Linked DNA regions of Mus musculus: region 2 is linked to region 1. The links are chromatin contacts, called in public HiChIP or PLAC-seq maps. All regions are on one chromosome and are shown on one strand. The core of a region is the stretch at or near the end of the contact, and the rest is flanking DNA. Distances in the headings are between cores, read along the strand shown.

The links. HiChIP or PLAC-seq counts read pairs in DNA pulled down with a chosen protein or histone mark.
Region 2: a FOXA1 HiChIP or PLAC-seq map of pancreatic cancer cells shows a contact between it and region 1. The contact joins two enhancer-like sites. A contact is called at or near these places in 1 of 484 Hi-C or Micro-C datasets (CD4 T cells) and 1 of 115 datasets of contacts at active chromatin or transcription factors (pancreatic cancer cells).

The regions. Positions count from the first base shown.
Region 1 is chr5:100,914,272-100,920,499 of GRCm38.p6, reverse strand. Gm36740 (a long non-coding RNA gene) reads right to left here. Exons shown (of 3, transcript XR_389418.1): 2 at 153-403. Among named protein-coding and RNA genes, the nearest start is that of Gm36793, 3.7 kb to the right of the region's middle. Within about 2 kb of position 3,324, at least 16 of the 459 cell types and tissues checked have an H3K27ac peak or open chromatin away from gene starts, as enhancers often do. A contact at or near this core is called in pancreatic cancer cells, where this site is marked.
Region 2 is chr5:101,246,606-101,252,833 of GRCm38.p6, reverse strand. No RefSeq gene overlaps it. Among named protein-coding and RNA genes, the nearest start is that of Gm36851, 10 kb to the right of the region's middle. Within about 2 kb of position 2,208, at least 15 of the 459 cell types and tissues checked have an H3K27ac peak or open chromatin away from gene starts, as enhancers often do. A contact at or near this core is called in pancreatic cancer cells, where this site is marked.

The DNA.
Region 1 (6,228 bases), core at 2,075-4,574:
GCTTTGAGGATGCACCTAACTCCTTCCAGCGCCTCCTCCTCCTCACCCCCAACCCACAGGAGGGTCACAGGTTCATACAACCACACCTAGCTTTCTACACTCATGTTGGCAACCCTAATTCAGGCCCTTACAATTATACAGTGCTACTTTACTGTCTTAAGTTCTCTTCCCAGAGGCTCCTCAGATTAGGTTTGGATAAACCTCAGTAATGACAGCTGTTGCATGTTGCAGGGTGATGGCACACATCTGGGTCGGCTGCTCCTCTTCTGGTCACCACCAGACTGAACAAAATCCCTCCACAGGGAGGACTTGTGGAGAGATCGAAGGACATGTGAGCTCCTCTCCTCGAACCATGTCCCTCAGACAGAGTCCCCTGCTGTGATGGAGAAGAAGCAGGGTCTCCCTGAAGAAGAAGAAAAAATGTCTTAAAGGTTAGCACGGAATGGAAGCAGAGCCCATGGGTTTCCGGTATTTGGCTGCCTGCCTGCCCTGCATAGACTCAGAGTAACAGTTTGTTAGATTCAACTGAAATATTAAGCGACTCGTCCAGACTACGATGCAGCTTAGTTGGTAAGGTGCCCACCCAGGACACACAAAGTCCTGTCTCCAACCCTCAATGCCACATTAAGCAGGAGTGGTGACATACACACGTAATCCCTGAGCTTGGGAAACGGAGGCAGGGGGATCATAAACTCAAAATCACCTTCACCCATGTAGAGAGTTCAACATCAAAGCCAATCTAGGCTACATGTGACCCCTCAGAGAGAGGGGGACGGGGAGAAACAAAAGGAAAAGACGAGAAAAAGATGAGCCAATTGTCCAATTACAAATAGATTACTATGTACGTTTCAAAACAGCAATTTAGCAATTTTCGGGCATCATAGTTTACCTTAAAGCTAGTCGTTCAAGCAGCTCTTGACTTTTTAGCAAAGCATGCCCACTCTCCATTACATCAGAACTTTGCAGGCCTGTGTCTTTTCAGAATAGGCTTTCAACACCCAGGCTGCACCAGACAGACAAGCTCTGTCGAATTAGCAGCCTCCTGGGTGTTTCTTTTCCAGGACGCTGTCAGCTGAAATGGCAACTGTATTTCCATCTGTCTTTTGCTTATGGGAAAGTCGGTTGGTCTTTTTCCTTCCTTTTTGCTTATCCGATGCTAAAACTTCTATCGAAGTTGGTCTGCTATTTCGAGAATAGTGTTGGGAACTCTTTAACTCAAAAAAATCTTCTGCTGCCACCTACTGGCAAAATTGTTGCATTACATCATCATGTCCTCTACCAGGTAATTCATGGGCAGCTGAATTCCCTCCGACTGAAAGTTTCCCAAGTATGTACACAAACAGAACGGATTGGGGAGACTTCAGATGTAATTAACCCCCTTTTGTGGTATAGAGGACTGGTACCAAGGCCTTGCTCAGTCGAGGCACGTAATCTGCCACTAGCTTCGTCCCCGGTCCTTACAGTAATTTTCTTTTGCATTTTACCTTGGAGAAAACTACTGCCCATTCACAATATTTGTATAAAAACAAAAAGTGTATGCTCTCCACCTTTTTCCTTAGACCACAAAGTTGTAAAAAGCAACCATTTCCTTCAAGCCCACACTGGCTCCAGATGGGCCTTGCTTAAGCATTTCGTTCCTGTGTTAAATGTCTCGGAAATATTGTTCCATGTTTGGTAAATGTATTTTCCTTACTAAACACTCACACAAGTTTTCATAGTAATTATGAAACTAAGGGGTTTTTTTTCTACTCGGAATATTTACTTATTCCTGATAAGAACACTAATTCAACGTATATTAACTGGTCCGCTAGTTTACTCTCTCAATACTGAACCATCTGGATCTTGCCTTGCCCACAGAGTTTATAGCTTAGGAAAGAGAATGCAAAGCCCAAACAAGAAAGTACATTCGGCCGGGCGTGGTGGTGCACGCCTTTAATCCCAGCACTTGGGAGGCACAGGCAGGCGGATTTCTGAGTTCAAGGCCAGCCTGGTCTACAAAGTGAGTTCCAGGACAGCCAGGGCTACAGAGAAACCCTGTCTCGAAGAAAATTTAAAAAATAAATAAATAAATAAAAAGAAAGTACATTCGATGGTGGAAATAGAGAGCCAGGGAACTCCAGAGTGGAAGTGCCTAACATAGCTCATACTTCTAACAGTAAATGCTAAACACACATGGTTTTCACACTGAAGATCAGTATTTCCCTAGCTGAGGACTTCTGCTTACCAATGTCAGCTAGGCTTCCACGGCAAGACCGCGCTCAGGGTCCACCCATTTCTGCTCCCTAATGCTGTAGTAACAAGCATGCAGCCATGCCTGGCTATTCACACAGGTACTGCGGATTCATACTCAAATCTTCGTGGTGGCGAAGGAAGCAGTCTTGCCCACCATCTCCCCCAGACCCAGCATCAGCATTAATACTGTCCAAATGACCTTCAATCAGTGAGGCATGGGGACTGGTAAATAAATGACGTTGCTTTTTTAACACACATTCACACACACACACTCATTCTCATACACAAACACACATACACACACTCTCACACACACTCACACACTCATTCACACACACACTGCCCCTGCAATAAATGACTCTGAGGTATATTCTAGTTGGGCTTTTAGAATGTTCCCCAAGGTGTGTAACAGAACTTTGTGATTTGAAAAAGTTTAATAAATGGCATCTATCTTTCCCACAAATTGTCCTGAATCACACGTAGCAGTGACCAAGGTGAGCCTGTGAAAAACGGGACCTGCCAATTATATTTACGGGGAAATTGCCAGCTTCCAGAAGACAGGCTTCCTCGGGGAAGAAAGCAGCGACTGAGCCACACTGTCTCAGTGACTCCTACATGTGAGTGATATTCCCCCTGAAAGGAACAAGGAAGGGGCATTGAAGGGCCAGACAGAGGAGCGCCATCTGCTGGTGAGATAAGCCCGCTACAGCAGGAAACAGCGCCCCCACCCTATCGCGTGTCAACCCTCCGCTCAGCGAGCTGTGTTTTCCTAGGTCAGTAACTCCCCAACACCACACTCGATATAATAAATTGTTTTTAAAATTTTAATCTCTGTGTTCTCAGTACTCAACCCCAGATGACACTGGTCCCCAGTGAAGACCACAGTAATCAATAGTATGAGTAACGGCCATTAAATCGATATTCTGTTTGTCATTAATAGATTTTTAACCACATAATTCCTGCCTATAAAATAGGAACGGTGTTTGTTCTGATTTTCATTGTAAACATTTATTGAACCCTTGCTCTGTGATAAACTATTGCATATTTATTTAATGCTCACAAAGGTCTGTATTCCCCCTAATTACTCAGATGGCGAAACAGAGGCCTCTAAAGGTCAAGGAGTTTGATAGAAGTCACTCCACTAATAAAAGTGACATCAGAACTAGGCCTGGTTAATCGCAAGTCGAAACCCATCCTCCATCGGTGCACTGCCAATCCATCCCTCCCAATCATTAAACTGAACGTATGTTTTAAAGATAACGCATTTGGTTTTGCTTTAAATTGCTTTAGAATTGCCAACAGGACAACGAGCTTCAAAACTAGCACTGAATGATGCAAATCGATTTGAATATTCTTCTTTGAGATAAATTGGCCTTCAGGCACACCGACCAGACTCTGCTTTGTACAAAAGACGGAAGCAAATAATGATGGTGATAAGCACACAGAAGAAAATGACCCGTATTTTTGGACAAGTCGTTGCTAAGTATCTTCTGATCTGAAATCAATCCAAATCGTTCCCCTGAGTCTGGAGGCTCCTTATCCTCTGTCAATGAGGTTTGCTACGTCAGTGGCTTCAGAGTTCAAAGCTCCAGCTATGAAAGACACACCCTTTCCTGTAAATGCTCTAAGCAAAGTGTGTGTGTGGTCTGTGACGCAATCCCAGCTCCATAATACTGCGTACTATGGAACTATGACTATATCTCCCGTCTTTAAACACACAGAAGTCAAGGGCAGGTTCCTTGACCCTACAGCAATACTTGTTGGGTACTTGAGTCTCAAATTGCTGATTCTTTGAAACAACAAATCAGACGAGGGAACCTCTTGTAAACCTTTGACCCAATAAAGCAAGACTCCTTCAGGAATCTTTTGGGGATTTTTCAACGATATGTTGTCATATGAACTCGAAACACATTTATCCAAACAAATTGACTTTATTGTCATTTTTTTCTTTTTTTAAAGATTTATTTATTTTATCCCCCCCCCCCGTGTGTGTGTGTGTGTGTGTGTGTGTGTGTGTGTGTGTGTGTTGCCTGCACATATTGGTATGTACCTGTTGCCTGAAGAGGAGAGAAGTGTGCTCTAGAACTGATGACAGACTGTGGGGAGCTGTCATGTGGGCGCTAGGAATCAAACCCCAGTCCTCTGCAAGAGCAGCCAGTGCTCTTTGACTGTGAAGCCATCACTCCCACCCCAAGAGTTTTCCTTAGTGGACCCGGATTCGAGGACCAGGAATGGATGCTGTATTGGACCCCTGGGGAACACACAGCATCTTGAAAACCCAGACTCCTGTTGAGTAGCTCACTGCGCCTTTGAGTCCTCTCCTCGGTGGCAGCGGCGGGAGGGGGGGGGGTGGGGGGGGTGAGCTCTTGTGTTGCCCTCAGGAAAACAATGGAAGATAGGATCTTTCAGAACAGCGTGCCTGGGGAAAAGCTGGGCCTTTGGAACAAAGCAGGACGGGTTACTCTTTAAAGGTTTCACACTTTCCCAGCAAATATTCTCACTACAACCACTCCTCCTGGGGTAACATAGCCTACCCTGTTTCCTGTCCCCCCAATCACGGGGGATAGGCGCTGGGTGACCATGGAGTCCTACTCACCCAACTGCATGACTAACCTGTGACCCAGTGAGGCCAGAGTCTTTAAGCTTTTTCTCTATATAGCTGAGTCACAACATGAAAACGCTATTTGATTTGAAATTGTGGTTTGGGGCAACAATCTATCTTCCTGATGGGTGTATAAAGCCAGCTGGAAATAATGAAGAGATTGCAGGTTCTAATGAACCTCGGGTCTACCCTGGATCTGCCTTCCAAGGATCTAGTTCCCACCGCAATGCCTTCACTTCCATGGGATCTGTTGAATCCAGCTGAAATGGGTTCTGTTTCCAAGTTTTAAAAACTTACTTCTAGCAAGTTAAGTTGAACTCAATGTAGTCACGATGCTACACGTAAAGTCCACAAGATGGCGCTCTCCTCAAGCTTTCGTTCCATGGCTTCCCAACCAGCCATTCTAGCTGATAGCCACATTCACAAATCATAATCAGTTGAAAACTCTCAATGGTTCCGAATGCACTCCAATGGTTACAGCTGTGCCGAGTAGGGCACCCTGCATGGAGTGCTTAAAACCAAGCAGGTGTGGAAAGCTATAGTGTGGCCATCTCTTTCAGGACAACATCAACCTGCAATGGGTTTAGGAGATTTTGTATGAAATGCTCTGCGACAGCTGAGATCACAGAGCCCTATAACCCACCCATCCACTAGCCTGATTAGCCTTCAGGGCCAAAGAGCTTTACTGTAAGGTTGTTACCTACCGGGATATCACAAGTCTGTGTCCCTATCTCAGCCCAGATTTAGTGCACTGGTGAGTTGGAGAAGTCTTCTGCCTACAACTTCCGGTTCCGGCTTACTGCACAAATAACACTGTCTTTTCATGAGGTTTTTGGGTTTGTTTGTTTTTTTTAAGATTTACTTATTTTATGTATATGAGTGCTCTATCTTCGTGTATGCCTGCATGCTGGATGACAGGATTAGATCCCAGATGGTTGTGAGCCACCAGGTGGTTGCTGGGAATTGAACTCAGGACCACTGAAAGAACAGATAGTGCTCTTAACTGCTGAGCCATCTCTCCAGCCCCTTTAAATGAGGTTTTAATGGGTGTTTTGAAAATGGAAGGGCTTGACCTCTTGGATAAAATATAAGGTTCCTATCACCATAATAAAAATTCTGTACACTCTATTAAAACTTCCCTACTTGGCAGGGTGTCAGTAGCACACAACTTTAATTGAAGTGCTCAGGAGGCAGGCGGATCTCTCTGAGTTCAAGGCCAGCCTGGTCTACAGAGTTAGTTCCAGCCAGGGATGCACAGAGAAACCCTGTCTCAAAATATAGATAAATTAGATTAGATAGATAGGATAGAGAGAGAGAGAGAGAGAGAGATGATAGATTGATAGATAGATAGATGATAGATAGATAGATAGATAGAATGATAGATTGATTGATAG
Region 2 (6,228 bases), core at 959-3,458, 330 kb before region 1:
GTTTATAACTTATATAGTGGACTTGTTCTAAACAAAATATCAAACATTTGATTTTTACCACTAAAGACTCAGGAGCCAGATGTTGGGGTGAAAACCTGATAGCTTAAAGAGGCAGAGAAAAAACCCAGTTGACAGTTCTCAGCCAATGTCCCAAAGGGAAAAGCAGTCTCTCCTTCTCGTTGCCTCAACAACTCCTTAAGCTGAATGCCTTTCCCTTCTACTTCCTGTGTGCCTGTCTGTCCTCCTGACTTCTTAGTCTCTATGGTTTTTCCTAGGCTCACTCTCTGTCACCTGGTTGCTTGGTTGGCCTGTTGATGTATGGCTGACTTTATCTAATCCTGTTTAAAATAAACAGAAAGCTCTTGGATTAAATGTATTGTTAGGGCTGAGCACCACAACTGGTTTTCCAGTAAATAATACAATCTTGGGGTTCACAAGGTAATCAAATATCCTGCAGCAGATATATTAGGTATTTGCTTCTTAATAGTTTGCTGGTTGATAATACTGTCACTGAAACTATTTTTTAATGTTGCCCTCAAAATATGGGTTAGTGTTATAGAAAGATATATTCCTTTTTTTGTATTGACTTTGACCTTTTGACTTTGCTAGACTAATTCATTCATCTTAAGAGTGTTTTGAGGATTCCTGAGTACTAACACAATTTTGTGATGTGATCACAGGGTCTTACTTAATTTTTATGACCTTTATTGGGGGGGTGTTTTTGCTTTTTAAAAATTTATTTATTTATTCATTTTACATCCCAATATCAGTCCTCGTCCTCCCAGTCTCTCCTCATGCAGACTGTCCTTCCACTCCTCCTCACCTCCACACACTCCCTTCCATTTTTATATTTTTGGGTTTTTTGTTTGTTTGTTTCATTTTCCTTAAGTGTCCAATACAATCTGAATGCAAATAATGAAGACAAAACCTGTCTTCTTTTGTTACTGATCTGAAGAGATTTCTCTCACCATTGTATAATGTTAGCTTCATGATGTTATTTTAAGATTCTTATTTTATTATTGAGAAATTTCCTTCCAGTTTCTACATTTCAGGAATCTTTTAAAGATTTATTTTTAGGTATTTTAAACTATTTATTTTATTTTATGTGTATGGCTGTTTTACTCACAAGTATGTTTATGCACTACATGTGTGCCCTGAACCTGCAGGTATCAGAAGAGGGCACTGAATCCCCTGACACTGGAGTTGTGGACAGCTGTGAGCCACCGTGGGTGCTGGGGAACTTGTATCTTCTGCAAGAACAAAAAGTGCTCTGAACTGCTGAGCCATCTCTACAGTCCTTGATTTATTTATTTTTATTTTATGTACATGAATTTTTCCTTTCATGTATGTCTGTGCACCACATCCATGCAACATCTGCAGAGACCAAGAGGAGGTATCTGATCCTCTGGAACTGTAGTTCCACATAGTAGTGAGCCACCTTGTGAGTCCTGGGAACTCCAGGTCATCTGCTGGAGCAACACGTAGTCATAGAGAAATAGTGACTTTTATCAAATACCTTTCTCCCATAAGCATTATAATAGTCATTCAAATTGGGGTATGGGAGGTTAAAAGTATGCATTTTAATCCCCAGAGGAGACATAAAAAATGATGCAAGCAATTATGGATATAAAAGGTAATAGAAAAGACTGAAAATGTGATCTTAGAAAGAAAGTCAGTAAGAACAAATGGAGTGAGTAGCCCAAAAGCAAGACAGATACTGGAGTTATCATGTCACAATCAACAGAGATGCCAGTCACTATGTCACAATCAAACAAGACCAAAGTTATCATGTGACAATCAACAAAGACCTGAGATACCTTGTTACAGTCAACAGAGACCTGAGTCATCATCTCACAATCAACAGAGATCCAAGTTACCATGTCACAATCAACAAAGACCCGAGTCACTATGTCAACATCAACAGAGACCTGAGTCATCCCATCACAATCAACATAGACACAAGTCACCATGTCACAATAAACAGAGACTCAAGTCATCACATCACAATCAACAGAGACCCAATTTATCATGTCACAATCATCAGAGACCCAGGTTGCCATGTCACAATCAATAGAGACTTGAATCGCCATGTCACAGTCAACAGAGATCTGAGTTATCACATCAGAATCATTAGAGACCCAAGTCATCCCCTCATGGTCAACAGTGATCTGAGTCACCATGTCACAATCAACAGAGACCTGAGTCACTTTGTCACAATCAACAGAGACACAAGTCATCACATCACAGTCAACACAGACTGAGTCATCATTAGGGTCAACAGAGACCGGAGTCATAAATAATGTCATGGCCACACTAAATCTGAGGACTTTTTATTGTCTGTGTGTGTGTTGTAAAACGCACCCTAATATTTTATTTTTGTTTATTCTCATCTATATAAATTTTACAATGCTAAACAAAGACTCCCTTTCAGTATTTAATGACACACATGACATTCCTGAGGTTCCTCCTTCTCCTCAGCTACAAGTCCCCTCAGCTGTAGATGTCATCTTGTGTTTTTACAGTTCAGTTGAGCTGGTGTGGAATTCTCACCTCGTATTTTCAGTTTTCAATAATTTGATTGTGACAATACCTCAGCATGGCTTTCTTGACCTTGTTGTTTACCCTTCTGAGGTCTGCTGAACTGGGGTCTTATGTATCACTGCTCTGATCACATTTGGTTTTTTTCATCCATTATTTCTTCAAGGAAATTCTCTTTCCTTTCTTTCTGGGGCTCAATCACTAAAGAACATTTTTGATGCCTTAGGTGTCTTTGTTTTCTTTCTTTCTCTGATCACTGCAGTGAAATAATTTAATTGATATTCGCTAAAGTTTTGTTGATGCCTTTCCCTCTCCCACACAATTTTAAATCTATCAAAAATGTGAGTTTCTAACATTTCATTTTCCATTTAAACCTTCTCACTGTTTTTTCTGGAGCTTGTGTTCTCATGGTTACTTATAAGTATGGTGATGGTGAAGGACCTTTACATTGGTGCATCTCTTCAGTGGTGGAGGAACACAGACTCTTATATCTTATGCCCATCATTAAATCTCCAATGATGACAACAGGGAAATTTACCTAAAGTATTTAAGGGCATATGTAAAATGAGATAGAGATAATACAGTTGTGTGGAAGAGCAAAGAGAATGTGATATCCATACCATGTAAGAAAAGAATGGAGATTAAGAACTGGACCAGCCTTAGGATGCATGTAGGGGTCTCTGTCCTAGAGAAGTTCAATGATGGATTACGGCAATGCTCATGACCTAGAATTACTCCTAAATCAGAAGTAGGCCACTGGGCAAATGCCCTTCAAAACCAATATTAGACACAGAGTTTTAAATCTAGATCTTGGAAAAATATCACAATTACTCTTAAAATCCAGCATCCTGGAGCTGAAGAGCACGAGAAGAATTTTTATGGAGGACTTACCTGCCTAAATCCTTCCACTAACGTGACTCACAGCAGCAGCACAGCAGTGCTATGTCGTGCTGAGTTAGACTGAAGATCTGTTTTATGTCTTGTTCAAGTCCAGCTCATCTGTGACTGTGCCATTCTCATGAAAATATGAAAGCTTTTAGGAGATAGTCTAAAGTCGGAGCCAGGGCCAAGCTGGCAAGTGAACATGAGAGTCACGTGCCAGATGAAAAGGAATTCTGTAATAAATTTAGTAAGTACACCAGGGCTAGCATCTCATTGTGCTTCCATGAGAAAATTAAAACAACAACAACAACAACAACCAGTAGAAATGCATGAAATTATATTTCTTGTCCCAGAACTGAGAGCACATGTGGGTTAAAATGAGAAAAGCCCAGCCTCCCCATGACATATCGTGCTATACTGATTTATTAAATTTAAAATAAGCAAAATTTAAAATAATTGCTTGGAAGAAATGGTACAAAGCATGGATTCCATTAGTACCATTGAATGCTTATGTATTCCCCATATGCAGACTTACCACAGGCTTCAGTACTCATAAGACACGGGCTGAGTAGTTCTGAGCCAGGGGGGTCAGATAACCGATTGATTGCAGGTCCATTTTCAACTGGTGCCAATGATATTACTCTAATACTAAACCATTGATATCAATAGCATTGTATTAGAGTTGATGTTTCTGTGCTGACATTGGCATCAGCTTGTTGGCACCAAGCCTGTTGGCCTAGCCTCTCCATAGGCAATCATTATTACATTTATGGGATTTATTCAATGCCTGATTCAGTGGATTCCTATGCCGAGCATGCTTTTTAAGGTCTGACGATATATAATAAACAGTAATGGCAGTCAAAGGCTCAGAGAGTGAAATAAACTTTCATCAAATGTGTGTGTGTGTGTGTGTGTGTGTGAGAGAGAGAGAGAGAGAAAGAGAGAGAGTCAATAGGGCCAGAACACTTTCCATGAAGTAGGATGATACCAGAAACTCTGACAATGCCACCATGTGATGCTTCTTAAGCAGATTATACACATGAGAAGCTGAAGGATTGCTAGAGCCTGTGGCCATACCTAGGAGGGAGAAAGCTCTGCCCACAAAGGGGAGACACTTCCAAGTCCCATGGTGAACAGAGTGTGGATTCAGGGAAGTGTGAAGACTGGTTGCCATTAATAAAATAAGTATTTTGCAATCACCTCTCATGAATGAAGCTAATTATGTTCTTCCAATATACCCAATATACTCATTTTAATTCCAGGACCAACAAATACCTTTGTAACCATGGCTATAGACTCAAAGTCTCACACAAAGTTCTGGTAAAAAAAAAAAAAAACACTACTGATGACTCTCAACACATTTAGAAAGATGTGCAATACCCTTCCAATCTGGCTTCAACCTCTAATCTCAGAATCAATCAGCTGCCTTCCCAAGGCAGCCAACATCTAGTCCCCCTTTGTTACTAACAAGCCCTTCACACACTGTGCTATTTGGTGTAGGAAAACCGATGCTGGCTCTTGTTCCTGACTTTAATCTCCCGAGGAAACAACAGTCATTCCCATGTCTGGACTGTAAGAAGACCCAGAAGGGAAGAAATAAAATCAATACATGCTTTTATCCTGTGACATTTTAATTGTCAGCTTGACATAATCTAGAATCACCCAGCAAAGGCAAAGAAGTATCAATGAGGAGCTGTCTGGACCAGGCTGGCCTATGGATGTATCTGCAGAGATTACCATAAACAGTGATAGAAAATCTAGCTAGCAGTGCATGACTTCATTCCCTGAGTTTGGTGCTGTGTTACATAGAGTGGGGAGAGCAAGCTGAGCAGTAGGCACCCATACATTCTGCTTCTGCCCTTGACTGGGCAATTGGGTAGCTGTTTTAAGTTCCTGTTGCCTTGGCTAGCCTGCAATGAGGAACCTGGAATTGGGCTGGAAAACAAAACAAACCTAAACACAAACAAAAAACCCTGTCTTTCCTCAGCTGCTATGTCAGGGTTCTTTATAAGAGTGACAAAATAAAACTAGGACCTATTCTAAGTTTCTATAACAAGGCATGCCACCAAACAAAAATGTAATGGCCTGAAAGATGCCATTATAAAAATATAACATTTGACTATAGAGGATTTAACTGAGGTAGACTTCATAGGTCCCCCCACCTGCGTGTTGATTCTACATCCATCTAGAACTAGAACCCTAGGCCACATGTTGATCAGTAAACAATTACATTCAAAACATAACACATACTAGTTGGTACAGGTGTTTCCCTTTGGAGGGAGGAAGAGGCAGGCAGAGGGGGGGAGAGGGAGAGGGAGGGAGGGAGGGAGGGAAAGAGAGAGAGAGAGAGAGAGAGAGAGAAGGAGAGAGAGAGAGAGACAGACAGAGACAGAGACAGAGACAGAGATAGACAGAGAGACAGAGAGAGAGAGAGAGAGAGAATGCAGACATATAGACAGGCACATTGTCTGTCGAGGAGCACTGAGAATCCAGTTTATTAGCAACCTCACCCTTTTTGGCTTGTGCTTCAGGATACAAGGTTGGTGGGGAAATGGGGAGGCTTGAGACACGGTGAGAACACGAAAGAGGGAGAAAGGCAACAAAAGAATCGTGGGCAATGATTAAGTACTCCAGAATTTACACAGTGAAATATGGACAGTTTAAACAGCTTTGCTATATGCTTCTTTTCAAACCCAGCAATCTCAAACACCCCACGCTGCTCCAAGATTAATTGAGTTCTGCATGCTTTTAGCTTGCTTCGGGTACCAAGGAGAAAGGGTTTCCACAGGACCTGTATTTGCCAGAGTA